Linked DNA regions of Mus musculus: regions 1, 2 and 4 are each linked to region 3. The links are chromatin contacts, called in public HiChIP or PLAC-seq maps. All regions are on one chromosome and are shown on one strand. The core of a region is the stretch at or near the end of the contact, and the rest is flanking DNA. Distances in the headings are between cores, read along the strand shown. Region 1 has its middle 34 kb from the start of Tas1r2. Region 2 overlaps Iffo2 (intermediate filament family orphan 2). Region 3 has its middle 20 kb from the start of Akr7a5. Region 4 has its middle 6.3 kb from the start of Gm32930.

Region 1 (3,215 bases), core at 39-2,538, 360 kb before region 3:
CAGCTGCTCAGTTTGTGGCTACTCCATTAAGGTCAACCCCAGTTATGGTTGGGGTCACATAGCAAACTTCCTTCCTTGTCTTTCCAGAACTGTCTCTCTGCCTCCGGTAGCTGTGTGACTTTGGAGAAGGCAGTTCCCTCTCTGTTCGCCACCCACTTTCTGCACATGGATATCAGAATGGGAAGCACTGGTGCAGAGGCTGCAAAGTGGATATGTCTTGTTGGAGCTCCATGCCCTCAGCCAGCCATGATGTGGGCCCAGGTGTGAGGCAGGAGCACTGTAACAGGCCCAGGTGGGAGGCAGGTGCACTGTAACAGGCCCAGGTGGCAGGCAGGTGCAGTGTAACAGGCCCAGGTGGGAGGCAGGTGCACTGTAACAGGCCCAGGTGGCAGGCAGGTGCAGTGTAAAAGGCTCAGGTGGGAGGCAGGTGCACTGTAACAGGCCCAGATGGGAGGCAGGTGCAGTGTAACAGGCCCAGGTGGGAGGCAGGTGCAGTGTAAAAGGCCCAGGTGGCAGGCAGGTGCAGTGTAAAAGGCTCAGGTGGGAGGCAGGTGCACTGTAACAGGCCCAGGTGGGAGGCAGGTGTACTGTAACAGGCCCAGGTGGGAAGCAGGTGCACTGTAACAGGCCCAGGTGGGAGGCAGGTGCACTGTAACAGGCCCAGGTGGGAGGCAGGTGCAAACAGGAAGGTGGAAAGGAGAGCAGGTAATCAGGAAATGTCCTGAAATATACCTCATCCCTCGGTGACACATGCCAGCCTCCTACCTCCCAGGTGCCCTCTGAGAGGCTTCCACCTACTTGCTATGGACTGTCCAGAATTACTCTCTGGACTCACCTAAACAGCAGGAAGGAATCAAAAGGCTTAGAGGCCGGGAGGGGCGGGGGGGGGGAGGCCTTGGGTGTTTCTTGGGGTGGAGCCAGTCCAGGGACATACAGAAAGTCCGGTGAGCTGAGGTTAGACCAGGAACTGAGACCTAAGACAGATTTATCTTGTGAAGCCAGGTCATATCTTAGGACGTCCACGCTGAGCCCACTGATCCTGATTGGGAACAGAATCACCCAGAGGCCCCCACCCACCCTTGGCACCTTTCTGAGTACTCGGCCCTTCGTGCCTCCCTCCACAGGCTCATGACATTGTTCTTGGTTAAATACAGACCACGCCTGACCACAGGCCTCTTTGTTTAACTCTCTGTGTGTGAATTCTTTATTCACAGTTCCTTTTAGACCCGTATTTGCTCAAATATTTGGTGACTCAAAGCAGAGGCTGAGAGTTGGGCATCTATTTCCCTAGTGTGGTTGGTAGAGCGCTTGTCCGGCATGCATTCACGGGGCCCTGGGTCCTGCCCCCAGCACTGCATGGGGTGGCTGACGTGCATACTCACAACACTCCAGAGGGAGGCAGAGGCAAGGAGATCACAAGTTCAAGGTCATGGTAAGTTTGGGGCTAGCCTGGGATGCATGAGACCCCCCCCCCCAAGGAAGGAAGGAAGAAAGACAGAGGGTTGGGGAGAGGGAAGAAATGGAAGAAGAAAAAAAGCCCACAGTGGCGGGCAGCTGGGCGTGGCCTGACAGATGGAATCCCTAAACTCTGTCAACGCATGTCATCAATGGTCCTTGTCACAGTCAACTCTTCCTGCAGCAAAGAAAGCACCAAAGGCCCTGCTGTCTCCTGAACCTATATTACCCACAGCAGTGGCCACTGCCGCCGCAAGGCTATCACCACACACTGTAAGTGACAGGCCCCCTTCATCACAACATTGCAACAGCCCTGGGTGTTCCTGGTCTTGTCCATGTGTCCCTCAGAGGACAGGAGGGCATAGGAGGTGGGGTGGGGGAGGGCAGGGAAGATACACCAGAAATGCAAGGTTGCTTCAATTCACATTCTAATGTGCAGAGGAGACAACAAGGAATGCTGGGAAGTTTCTAAAGCAGCTTGGAAAGAGGGAGCTGGAGAAGAAAAGATGTGGTGTTGGAGTAGGTAGCCTTGTGCTAACCCTGGCACCCTCCCTGCCTTGTCGCTGTCCACTGAAGCCACTTCTCTGTGGAGCAGGTGGGAAGACATTCTACCCGCCCTCTTCAGGCACTTCTCATATCCCATGAGCTCGCACCACCCTGGGGACTCTAGGCCAGGAGACACCACAGTTCAGAAAGGCAAGGGTCTGCGCAGGGTCAGTGCAGCCCAATGGTCAGTGCACACAGCCCTGATGGCCTGTCCTGGGCTGTGCACATCCCACGAGTCCCCACTACCGCCCCATCGCCTGTCAGGCTCTGAGAAGCAGCCTTCTCCTGTGTCACAGAGAGGGAAATGAAGGTGTTCAGAAACACATTTTGATTGATGTCATCTAGTTTATAAGAGGAGACCTGGGCTTTCAGCCTTTAGCCTGGACAGAGGTTCTATACTTGAGACAAGCCCTGCCAAGCACTGCAGTGGCAAAGGAGACTGGGGGCAGGAATACACAGAAGGGACAGGCCCGAGGGGCCTTGTACAGGGACTCAGTACAAACTCTCTTCTCTACGTGGCCAAGCTGTCTAGGCTAAAAACTATGCTGCTTTTCATAATGCCTGCTACACGCTGGACATCATCCGCAGAACCACCAGACCCTCTCCCCACCCCCGAATATTCTCGTAACTACATCCAGGCCCTTTGTTTGTTTGCTTCCTTTTCTGAGATAGCATCTCCCTCTGTGCGGGTGCTGAGCTTGAACTCAGGACCCTCCCGCCTTAGCCTCCTGACTGGCAGGCTGAGAGGCATGTGCCACCAAGCTGGGCTTGCATCTTAGGATCGTTCAGGCTCAAATCAGATATGGACCATTTCTGCTGATGTTTCTCACCCCAGGCAGCACACACACTCATACTCACACACACACACCACTCAACACAACACACATACATACAATATACACACATACACAACAACACACATGTATACATACAGAACACACGCAACATACCACACACACATATACCATGCATACAACACAACACACACACATACAACACAACACATACATACAACACACATATACTTCACAAACACAACACACACATACAGCACAGCACACACATACAATACACATACAACACACAAAACACACACACACACAACACACACATACTATACACACAACACACACACATACAACACACACACACAAAACACATACTTGTAAAACATACACCCAACATACCATGCACACACCACACACAACACATAC
Region 2 (3,236 bases), core at 77-2,576, 260 kb before region 3:
CTTGTGGGTGGGACCATCTCTGGGCTGGTAGTCTTGGGTTCTATAAGAAAGCAGGCTGAGCAAGCCAGGGGAGGCAAGCCAGTAAAGAACATCCCTCCATGGCCTCTGCATCAGCTCCTGCTTCCTGACCTGCTTGAGTTCCAGTCCTGACTTCCTTTGGTGATGAACAGCAGTGTGGAAGTGTAAGATGAATAAACCCTTTCCGCCCCAACTTGCTTCTTGGTCATGATGCTTGTGCAGGAATAGAAGCCCTGACTAAGACAGTGTGCCCTGGGATGGCTACTTACCTGGAATCATTTCCCGTGACTACAGACCCCCACAGCCACCCTCTCTAACATGTACACACGTGTGGGTAAACCTACACAATGTCACACACGCTCAAATCCAGAATCTCAGAAAGGGAAGTCAGACCTGTCCCTGCTGAAAGCTAAGTTCTGCCTGCACTGTTCTTCTCCTGGGGTCCCTAACTTTTTTAAACACACTGCCAAGGCTGGAGGTGAGATTCGGCTTGATGGGAGATGAATCCTTGAAGCTAAGGACACTCAAGCCCACGAGCCCACTGCCAGCTCTACTATTCTCTGGCTAAGAAAAGGATTCTTTTTACATTTTTGTTACATTTCCAAGACTCAGTTTTTCCATCTGTGCAATGGGTTGAGACCAGCTTCCCCCACACTAGTAGCATGATGGTGGTGAAGAGACTTTGTCCGAAGGGACACATGGTGGCTCCTGGGAAGCCAAGTGGTGTTGGGTCTGAGGGGAGCCAGGCCTCTGAGGGCTCCTGTGCCCAGCCCTGCTTCTCTTCCACCCAGCCTCCCACCTGGAGTAGAGTCCTGGGCTCAGCTCACCCAAAGCTACAAAGCAGCCTTTGTCTGGGAAGAAACTCTAAACCGCAGCCCTGACGTCAGCGCTGGAAAACAACACCGAGCCAATGTTCAATGTCACCCCTCTGCCAAGGCCCAGGACAAGCCTTCCATGAGGTCCCAGGAGGCCACCTGCCTGTCCCCTGGGGCCCAGATGGAACCCTGTAATTGGACTCCTGACTCTCAATCCCAAGGAGAGGGCAAAGAACATGAGCCCATTTCTCAGCCTGGTAAAATGAGCTGAGTCCTCCAGGGAGCTCACCTCCCCTCAGAGCCAGCCCTGGGGCCAACAGGGCGGCTTCCACAACTCACAGAGAAGGGCCTGAGACATTCCAAGATCCAAGGGGAGGCAGGGACAGAGACACTCCCCCATTTCTGCCACCTGGCAGCCACAGCCTGTGCCCTGAATGCCAAGCCATGCCCTCTTGCCTGGTCACCCTGTAGACAGAGTCCTGGAGAGTAGGAAGGCCATGACCTCTTCGTCACCGGCCACACTAAGGAGAGGAAATGTCAGAACACAAAAGGCTGCTCTGCCTTGGGAATGGGAGGAAGTAGGCCAGTTCCCACCATGTGGGGGCTGGGGAGGGCCAAGGACAGAGTATTGCTAAGGGCCAGCACCGCTTGGCATCTGTCACACATTCTGTCACAGAACCCTGTGACAACCTATGTCCAAGGTGACATCCCCACTTCTCAGACAGAAAGACAGAGGCTGCCAGGGTGAAGGGGCATGAGGTGAACCCCAGTGGTTCGAGTCTAAGTCGGGGCTCCCACTCTGCGTGAAAGACCAACTCATGGGACCCCAAAGAAGACATGTGAGAGCAGTGTCTCTAAGTCCCCACAGTTTAACTGTGCCCTAAGGCTGGGGAAGGACCGCCGGCAAGTTGGAGGGCCTTGAACTTGGCACCAGGTGAACTTGGGTCACGGTCTGCAGAGCTCAGACCTCCGCTGCCCCGACCAAGTAAGTCCTGACACTTTCAGTATGTTGTCTTTAAAGACACTTGTATCCCAACTGCCAAGAAAAGTAAGATATTCAGAGGGAGGTGGGTACAAACGCAAAAGCACCCCCACTGGGCACACCCCAGGCAGAAAGAGGGGGCTCCGGGAAAATGACTTTGTAGGGTCAGAAAGTTCAACCAGCATCCCAAGCCACAACTCTGGTGCCTACCCTGGCCTAGGGGTCCTGTTGGTCTCTCCACCTGACTTCATTCTAAAGGAAACCAAGGCACAGAAAAGCAATGTCACTATGCGTGTGATTGGACGATCAGGACAGTGTCAATAGCCTAAGACCCCAAAGTGAGGCCAAGTCTGATTCAGTGCCGATGAGCCATGTGGGTGACCTTCCATGTCTCTTCTGTGGATGGAGTGAGAGTCCCACCAGCAGAGCCATCAACCTGGACATTCATCTGCCCAAAGGCCCAGGGAGGCCATGATACCCCTCTTCCTCCCAGCCTTGATCCCCTCATCCACACATATCCCATCAATGCCTCCATCTGCCCAGTGGTTTTGAACCTCCACCTTCAAGCTTACATTAGCTTCCCCGAGCCTTATCTCATGGCCTTCGAGGGAGCTCTGGGTCCAGCCCCTCCCTGTGTGACCTCGAGGTAGCTGTGTTTCCATAGGGACACAAGTGGGGCAAAGAGGAAACTCTGAAAACCAACTCTCTGGTCTTTCTCAAAAGATAGCAGGCACCAAGGCCCACTAGGGATGTGACTCAGTTGGTAGAGTATCTGCCCAACATGCATGAGGACCTGGGTTCGATCCCCAGCAACGCATAGACCAGATATGGTGGTACATACCTGCAATCTCAGCCCCAGAGCAGATCAATAGTTCAAGGTCATTGGTTATTGTCAGAGTTCATTGCCACCACGGCTATGTAAGACCCTAACTTAAAAGACAGCAGGCACCACCCCTCTGCTCTGGGGATGGCAAGAGAGGGAGGAGGTGAATGACAAGACCCCGAAGAGCGCCTGGAGCAGCGTGGACTGTGGGAATAGACGCAGACATCATGAGAGGTAAAGCTAGAGGTCCCTCCCACTCCCACTGCATATAAGCTTAGGCCCCCATAGGCCAGCAGCGGCCTCTAAGATCTGGCAGCCAGCATCCCCTATCCCACCATTCTATAAACACCACAGCTCATTGCACAAGAGTGGGAGGAGCCCTGACCTTGAGGACTCAGGTCATACACAGAGGCTCTGACCACAAGCTTGAGCAGGCACATGTGCACACACATGAGGGCGCACATGCATGTACATACACACACAATGTACATATACATACAAACACATGAACACACATACACATATGCACACACATGTACACATGCACATACACAATGCACGCACACACATACACACTCACACACACATACCCATGAGC
Region 3 (3,187 bases), core at 237-2,736:
CCAACTACAGACTCTGTTCGTGAAAACGAGCTAGGGCTGGGCTGTCAGTGTGAGTCCCTACTCCTCTCTCTCCCCCTGCTGAGAAGCCCAGGTGAATGGTTGAATGATAGATGGATGGATGCATGGATGAATGGACAGATGGATCAGTGGGTGGGTGGATGGATGGATGGATAGATGGATGGATAAACGAATGGACAGATGGATGAGAGGAACTTCCTACACTTAGAAAGTCTTGCTAGCAGTCCAAAGGCTGTCAGGGGATCACTAGGAACCTAGAAGGGAGTAGGTTTAAAGAACTATTAATGTGGACGTTTTCCTTCTTTAAGAACATTACATTATGGAGCTGGAGGTATGGTTTAGTGGTTACAAGCACTAGCTGCTCTTCTAGAGGACCTGGGTTCGATCCCAGTACCCACATGGTAGCTCCCAGCCATCTGGCACTCCAGACTTAAGAGGATCTGACACCCTTTTCTGGGTTCCTCAGGTACCGGGCATGCTTGCTGCCAAACATGACCCACTCACTAGGTCAGAGCCCACAAGGTGAAAGGACTCACCTGGTTCCTGCAAGTTGTTTTATTAATCCCAAAGATGGAAGAGAAGGACCAAAGTCATCAGGGCCAAGTGTATTAAAGCAACTAATTAGTAAAGCAAGCTTTTTATTCCTGTACAAGGCTGCCTCTCCCTAAGGTGGAGTTTGAGAGGTCAGTAGGAAAGTTTTAACCAAACGGTGCTTAAATATGCCTAAAACAAACAACTCCAAGTATGACTGGCAACATTTAAAGCAACAATGTCTGTTACTGCTGTGTTGAACCAAATTCCCTTCTTGTCTCTCAAGCACCGTTACTAGGCCAGTCGTGGCAGATGAAGAGACTCCCATAGGCTACATCATCCCACTTCCAATGCCAGTTGTGGGGATACTCCTTGGTGAAGCTGAAACCACTGCTAAACCAACAGGCACCCAGAACTTGGGAGAAAAATCCAAGACCCTGAGCCCGGCTGCAATAAGAAGGCAGATCGACTGCTTGGTCCAAAGTCTTTCTGGGGTTCTGCTGACTGCAAAACAGGAAACCCATCAGATGAGGGTTCAGAGGCACGCACCTGCTAGGCACTAGTTCGGGAGAGTCTACACAGTTCGAGATTCCCAGTGTTCTCAATGCCCTAGACATAGGCTGGCCACATGGAATTTGGCGGAGCCAGGGTTGGTCTATTGTGAGAGGGTCCTGGGCCACTTTTCTGGAAGGGTGGAAACCGCAGAGTTGTGTAAAGTCAGCCTGAGGAGCTTGTGGTTCTCGGAGCTCTTGGGAGGACAAGGTGCGATCACAGCCCCAGGAGCCGGAAGAAGCTGTACCGGGGAAGAATCAACTCTGCTCATTGCGGGTGGGTGATAGGCAAGACCGTTACCTTTGGAGCTGCTGCAGCCCAGCTCAAACCCCAGGACACCTTGGATCGTCTCTGCATAAAATAGCCTTCCGTGACCACTCCCACAGGAGGCGGGGCTAGCGGAGAAAGGGCAGGAAAGTGTGGGCCTGTGCACAAAACTTCTGTAGAGCTGAGAACTCTACAACAGTGCCACCTGGAGGTCAGTGGCAGGTCTCATGAGCTAGGTCGGAAGTTGCAGACACCTCTAGCTTCCTGCCTCTCTCTGGCCCATTCATGAGCTGCCCTGGGCTCTCTGTACCCTCCTAGAAGGAGTTTAGCAGGTGGGTGAATCCTGGAGAGCTGTCTCTGTTTTTTTGTTTTGTTTTTTTGTTTTTTGTTTTTTTTTTGAGACAGGGTTTCTCTGTGTAGCTCTGGCTGTCCTGGAACTCACTCTGTAGACCAGGCTGGCCTCGAACTCAGAAATCCGCCTGCCTCTGCCTCCCGAGTGCTGGGATTAAAGGCATGCGCCACCATGCCCAGCTTGTTTTTTGTTTTGTTTTTGTTTTTGTTTTTTTGGCGGGGGAGCTGTCAATGAATTGAGGTTTGCTGGGAGCTCTAGTAAGGGTCCCTGTGGAAGGACAGCAAAGAAGGTCTGTCAGCCCTGATTTACTAATCCAGGAGAAGTTTCCCTCAAACTCTCAGGCAGTTTAGACTGTTCAGAGAATCGAGGGTGGAGCGAATCTCAAGTAGCAAATGTTCACTCCAGGCATCTTTGAGAACATTTATGCAGTAGGGACTTAGAATTTACACCAAATGAAGACTGTAACAAATTGGGACGTGGGGATAAATGGACAAGATTTTCTCACCATAACCCTTTAAAAAGACAGTTGAAGTCAGGGCGGCCGTTCTTGCTTGTAATCCCTGCACTCTGGAGGCTGAGGCAGGAAGTTTGCCAGCAGTCAAAAGTCAGCGGGATTATATAGCAAGCAGTAGACCAGCACCGACCAAATAGCACATGGTGTGGTGGTCTACCCCTGTGATTCCGGCACTCCAGAAACAGGGGCAGGAGAATCAACGCAAGTTCAAGGCTGTCCTGGACAACATAGGAACAACAGGTCTGCCAAGCCCATAGAACAAGACTGTTTCAAATGTCAAAATAGGGTTTGGATTATAGCTTAGCTGATTGGATGCTTGCCTAGTCCTGGGTTAAGGACCCAGTGAGTAAGGTAACACCCTCTTTTCCTGATTCCATTTTGTGTTTGCTTAGACCAGTGGTCCTCACCCTTCCTAATGTTGTGGTGACCCCAACCCTCAATTTATTTTTGTTGCTACTCCATAACTGTAATTTTGCTACTGAATATAATGCAAATATCTGATATGCAGGATATCTATATGTGACCTCTGTGAAAGGTCCTTTAACATCCCCAAAGGGGTGGTGATCCACGAGAACCTAAGGTTTAGAAGGTTCTCACCCTCTACCTGCTTAATAGTGATGTTGCCTAGCAACACATTTGGACTTTCTATGACATTGACCATAGTCCAGATGTATTGATCAAAATAATTATTTTCTGAAACTTAACATTAACTCAGGAAGTTATAAGTAAAACAATAACAACAACCACAGCAACAACAACAACAACAACAACAACAGTCACTTAATGTCTGAAATAATATGAAAAAAAGTTACTATGGTCTTCCTGAAATGAGTGTTTCAAGGTTACTCTGACCCTTATTGAACTCCTAAGTAAATTATAGTCTTTGTGGGGTTTGCCTTTAAAAACATCATTGTGCCTCCAAACTTTTGCACAAGAGACTCTGAGACATAAAC
Region 4 (2,895 bases), core at 143-2,642, 470 kb after region 3:
GGAGAGATGCACCAAGCTTGGTGTACATTCTACAAATTGTATCCAGTGATGTGTGTGTGTGCCCGCGCGTGTACAAGTTTACATGTAGCCCAGTCTGCATGTGGATGTCAGTACACATGTGTGTGAATGCATGTAGAGGTCAGAGATGTCAGGGTCACACCTCGGCCCCCTCTCCACCTTCCTTGTGAGACAGACTCTTTCACTGACCTGGACTGGAATTACAGGCAGGTGTCACCACATTGGATCCCCGCCCCCCCCCCCCATCAGCTATGCCCTTTTTTTAATAGTTAATTTAGTTACATGGGAAACTAATACCAAAACACACTTAGCCCAGATGATCAAGTACTGCATAGGCAGACGCTCACGGGCAAACAGACGGTCATCTTTGAGCACCAGATCAACGCTTGAGAAGGTAGCTGCCACAGCTCAGCCTCTATCTTTTGCCTTAGGGTCTGTCCTCCAGCTTGTTCAGCAAGGTTTTTTTTTTTTCCTTTTTACTGAGTGAGCCATCTCCCCTCCCCCGTATAACCTAAGAGGACTTTGTTTCTGGATCTCTCCAGAGCCACAGAGCACCAACGAGCAGGGATCAAACACACTTCAAGCCCCCACAGTACAGCTGCAGACTCTTGGGGACACGCCATTTAACTTGGCAAGAGACTGTGGGAAGTTACTGCGGGCTCCGGCGGGATCATACGGGGACCTGGCTCCTAGGTCTGAGTCCACGGAAGCCTTGGGGTTTGTGGGTTTGCGGTTGGGTGTGATGGTGTCAGGATGCTGAGCTTGGGAGGAGACGGGGGAGGCCTGGTGGTGAAGGAAGATACTTATTTTTGAGGAAGTTCTGTTGTGAGTGGGGGTGAGGGAGACTTTTAGTCTGAGACAAATAATTAGGGTGCCCGATGATAGAACTCATAGTTGGGATGTAAGGGTCTTTCTATCTCATACTGGGGCTCCTCTGATTCAAGCAGGGTGTCCTCCCCATGTTGGGGTCTTATCCAACCAGAGGAGAAGCTCTGGTTTCTTTTACAAATCCACAATGTATCCAGGATTGATACTGACCAGGCGGATTTTTTTTTTTTTTAAAGATTTACTTATATGTAAGTACACTGTCTTCAGACACTCCAGAAGAGGGCGTTAGATCTCATTACGGTTGGTTGTGAGCCACCATGTGGTTGCTGGGATTTGAACTCAGGACCTTTGGAAGAGCAGTCAGTGCTCTTAAACCACTAAGCCATCTCACCAGCCCCATAAATGATGACTTCTGCTAGGAGGCAGCCTCAGATCCTGACAGGGATGGTGCCTTGCTGTTTCCATGACAACACCAACACCTATACTAGGACTGTTTGACTGTGGGCCACCCATGGGCTCCTGTTTTGAATGTTTTCTTCAGTTGGTGCTGCGGTTTGGCTTGGGATCTTTTTAGGAGGTAAGAGCTAGTTGGCTGAAAGAAGCCACGAGGGGCAGGGCTTTGAAGGTGGAGCCCACCCACTCCCATCCCGAGCTCCCGCTTCTCTCTTTGCTTCCTGGTCTGCTGTGGTATGAGCAGCCTTCATTCACCTTACACTCCTGCCCTTGTGATCTGAGATTTCCATCCGAGAGGGACTCAAACCCTCCAAAACTGCGAGCCCATGGAAATCTTTCCTGCTTTAAGATGTGCATGTCAGGCAGTCTGTCTCAGAGACATGGAAACAACACAAAGACATTGTACAGCCACCCCAACTCCTGGGCAAAAAGCTCGTTCCCCAGTACCAAGGGACCTTTTCACTTCCATAAAATACACTCACACGCTCACTAAGTACACGCCATACTCCCTCTGGTGGCTGGAATGAGTAATAGGCTTCGATAGGCTTGTGCTGTGAACACTTGGTCCCCCTGTTGGTGGTGTTTGGGAGCTGCAGCCTAGCTGGAAGCAGTGTGTCACTGACGACAGGCGTTGGAGGCTGAGAGCCTCACCCCTCTTCCTGTTCTTCCTCTCTTTCTCTCCCTCCCTCCCTCCCTCCTTCCTGTGCGTCTTTCCTGCCACAATGGACTTTTTCCCTCTGGAACTGTAAATCCAAGTAAAGTCTTTCATTCTTAAATTACTATCAGCCGTGATGTTTTATCGCAGTAATAACAAAGTAACTGATATACTATTACAGTATTAGTACCATAACCAAGTATTAACTTAACTAATTATTATTTTCATAATTTATAGAATTAAAAACATATAGACAGCTGGAGAGACGGATAGCTCAGTGGTTAAGAACTGGCTGTTCTTCTAGAGAACCAGGGTTCAATTTCCAGGCCACACGGTGGCTCACAGCTCCCTGCAGGGGGCCTGACACCCTCTTCTGGATTCCTTGGCCACCAGGTATGCATGTGGTGCACATACATAACGTGCAAGCAAGGCACCATGCACATGAAATAAATACATTTTAAAACCAACATAAAGAACACATTCCTGATCTGTATAGAACATGAATTGATTTCTTTACACCAAATGGAAGAATGCAGGTGTGAGAAGCCTCCTCCTGGTGTGTTATTTTGTACAGGCAATTCCTAAGCAGGCAAACTAACACAAGATGAATATTCTCGACATAGAGCCTTTCTCTGTGTTAAGGGTTTAATTGTACACACCTTCCAATTTATATGTTCAAGTCCTCACCTCTACTGTTTCAGAATGTGACTATGCCCACGAGATCCCAGAAACTGGGAGGTGGAGGCAGGAGGATCAGGGTTCAAGGTTCAAGGCTGACCTTGCCTATATAGCAACTTTGAGGGCAGCCTGAGTTCCTTGAGATCTTGTCTCAAAAACCACATGACTATGTTTGGAGGTCAGGGATTTAAATAGTGATGAGTTAAAATGAGGCCATTAGGGTGAGCCTCTACCTACGTAGCTGCTGTCATCCTGTGAAGAGA

Evidence for each region. HiChIP or PLAC-seq counts read pairs in DNA pulled down with a chosen protein or histone mark.
Region 1: a contact with region 3 is called in an HNF4G HiChIP or PLAC-seq map of pancreatic cancer cells. The contact joins two enhancer-like sites. A contact is called at or near these places in 1 of 39 promoter capture datasets (pre-B cells), 1 of 15 datasets of contacts at CTCF or cohesin (embryonic stem cells) and 1 of 115 datasets of contacts at active chromatin or transcription factors (pancreatic cancer cells).
Region 2: a contact with region 3 is called in an HNF4G HiChIP or PLAC-seq map of pancreatic cancer cells. The contact joins two enhancer-like sites. A contact is called at or near these places in 1 of 39 promoter capture datasets (liver), 3 of 115 datasets of contacts at active chromatin or transcription factors (CD8 T cells, embryonic stem cells and pancreatic cancer cells) and 2 of 9 other capture datasets (adipose tissue and liver).
Region 4: an H3K4me3 HiChIP or PLAC-seq map of bone marrow-derived macrophages shows a contact between it and region 3, with 3 times the contacts expected there. The contact joins two enhancer-like sites. A contact is called at or near these places in 6 of 39 promoter capture datasets (cranial neural crest, frontonasal cranial neural crest, hippocampal neurons and 3 more) and 1 of 115 datasets of contacts at active chromatin or transcription factors (bone marrow-derived macrophages).

The regions. Positions count from the first base shown.
Region 1 is chr4:139,686,209-139,689,423 of GRCm38.p6, reverse strand. No RefSeq gene overlaps it. Among named protein-coding and RNA genes, the nearest start is that of Tas1r2, 34 kb to the right of the region's middle. Within about 2 kb of position 1,288, at least 14 of the 459 cell types and tissues checked have an H3K27ac peak or open chromatin away from gene starts, as enhancers often do. A contact at or near this core is called in pancreatic cancer cells, where this site is marked.
Region 2 is chr4:139,585,676-139,588,911 of GRCm38.p6, reverse strand. All of the region lies in intron 1 of Iffo2 (intermediate filament family orphan 2), which reads right to left. Among named protein-coding and RNA genes, the nearest start is that of Iffo2, 13 kb to the right of the region's middle. Within about 2 kb of position 1,326, at least 65 of the 459 cell types and tissues checked have an H3K27ac peak or open chromatin away from gene starts, as enhancers often do. A contact at or near this core is called in adipose tissue, liver and pancreatic cancer cells, where this site is marked.
Region 3 is chr4:139,329,125-139,332,311 of GRCm38.p6, reverse strand. No RefSeq gene overlaps it. Among named protein-coding and RNA genes, the nearest start is that of Akr7a5, 20 kb to the right of the region's middle. Within about 2 kb of position 1,486, at least 63 of the 459 cell types and tissues checked have an H3K27ac peak or open chromatin away from gene starts, as enhancers often do. A contact at or near this core is called in adipose tissue, bone marrow-derived macrophages, liver and 1 more, where this site is marked.
Region 4 is chr4:138,855,643-138,858,537 of GRCm38.p6, reverse strand. It overlaps a transcript of Pla2g5 not described here. Among named protein-coding and RNA genes, the nearest start is that of Gm32930, 6.3 kb to the left of the region's middle. Within about 2 kb of position 1,392, at least 21 of the 459 cell types and tissues checked have an H3K27ac peak or open chromatin away from gene starts, as enhancers often do. A contact at or near this core is called in bone marrow-derived macrophages, where this site is marked.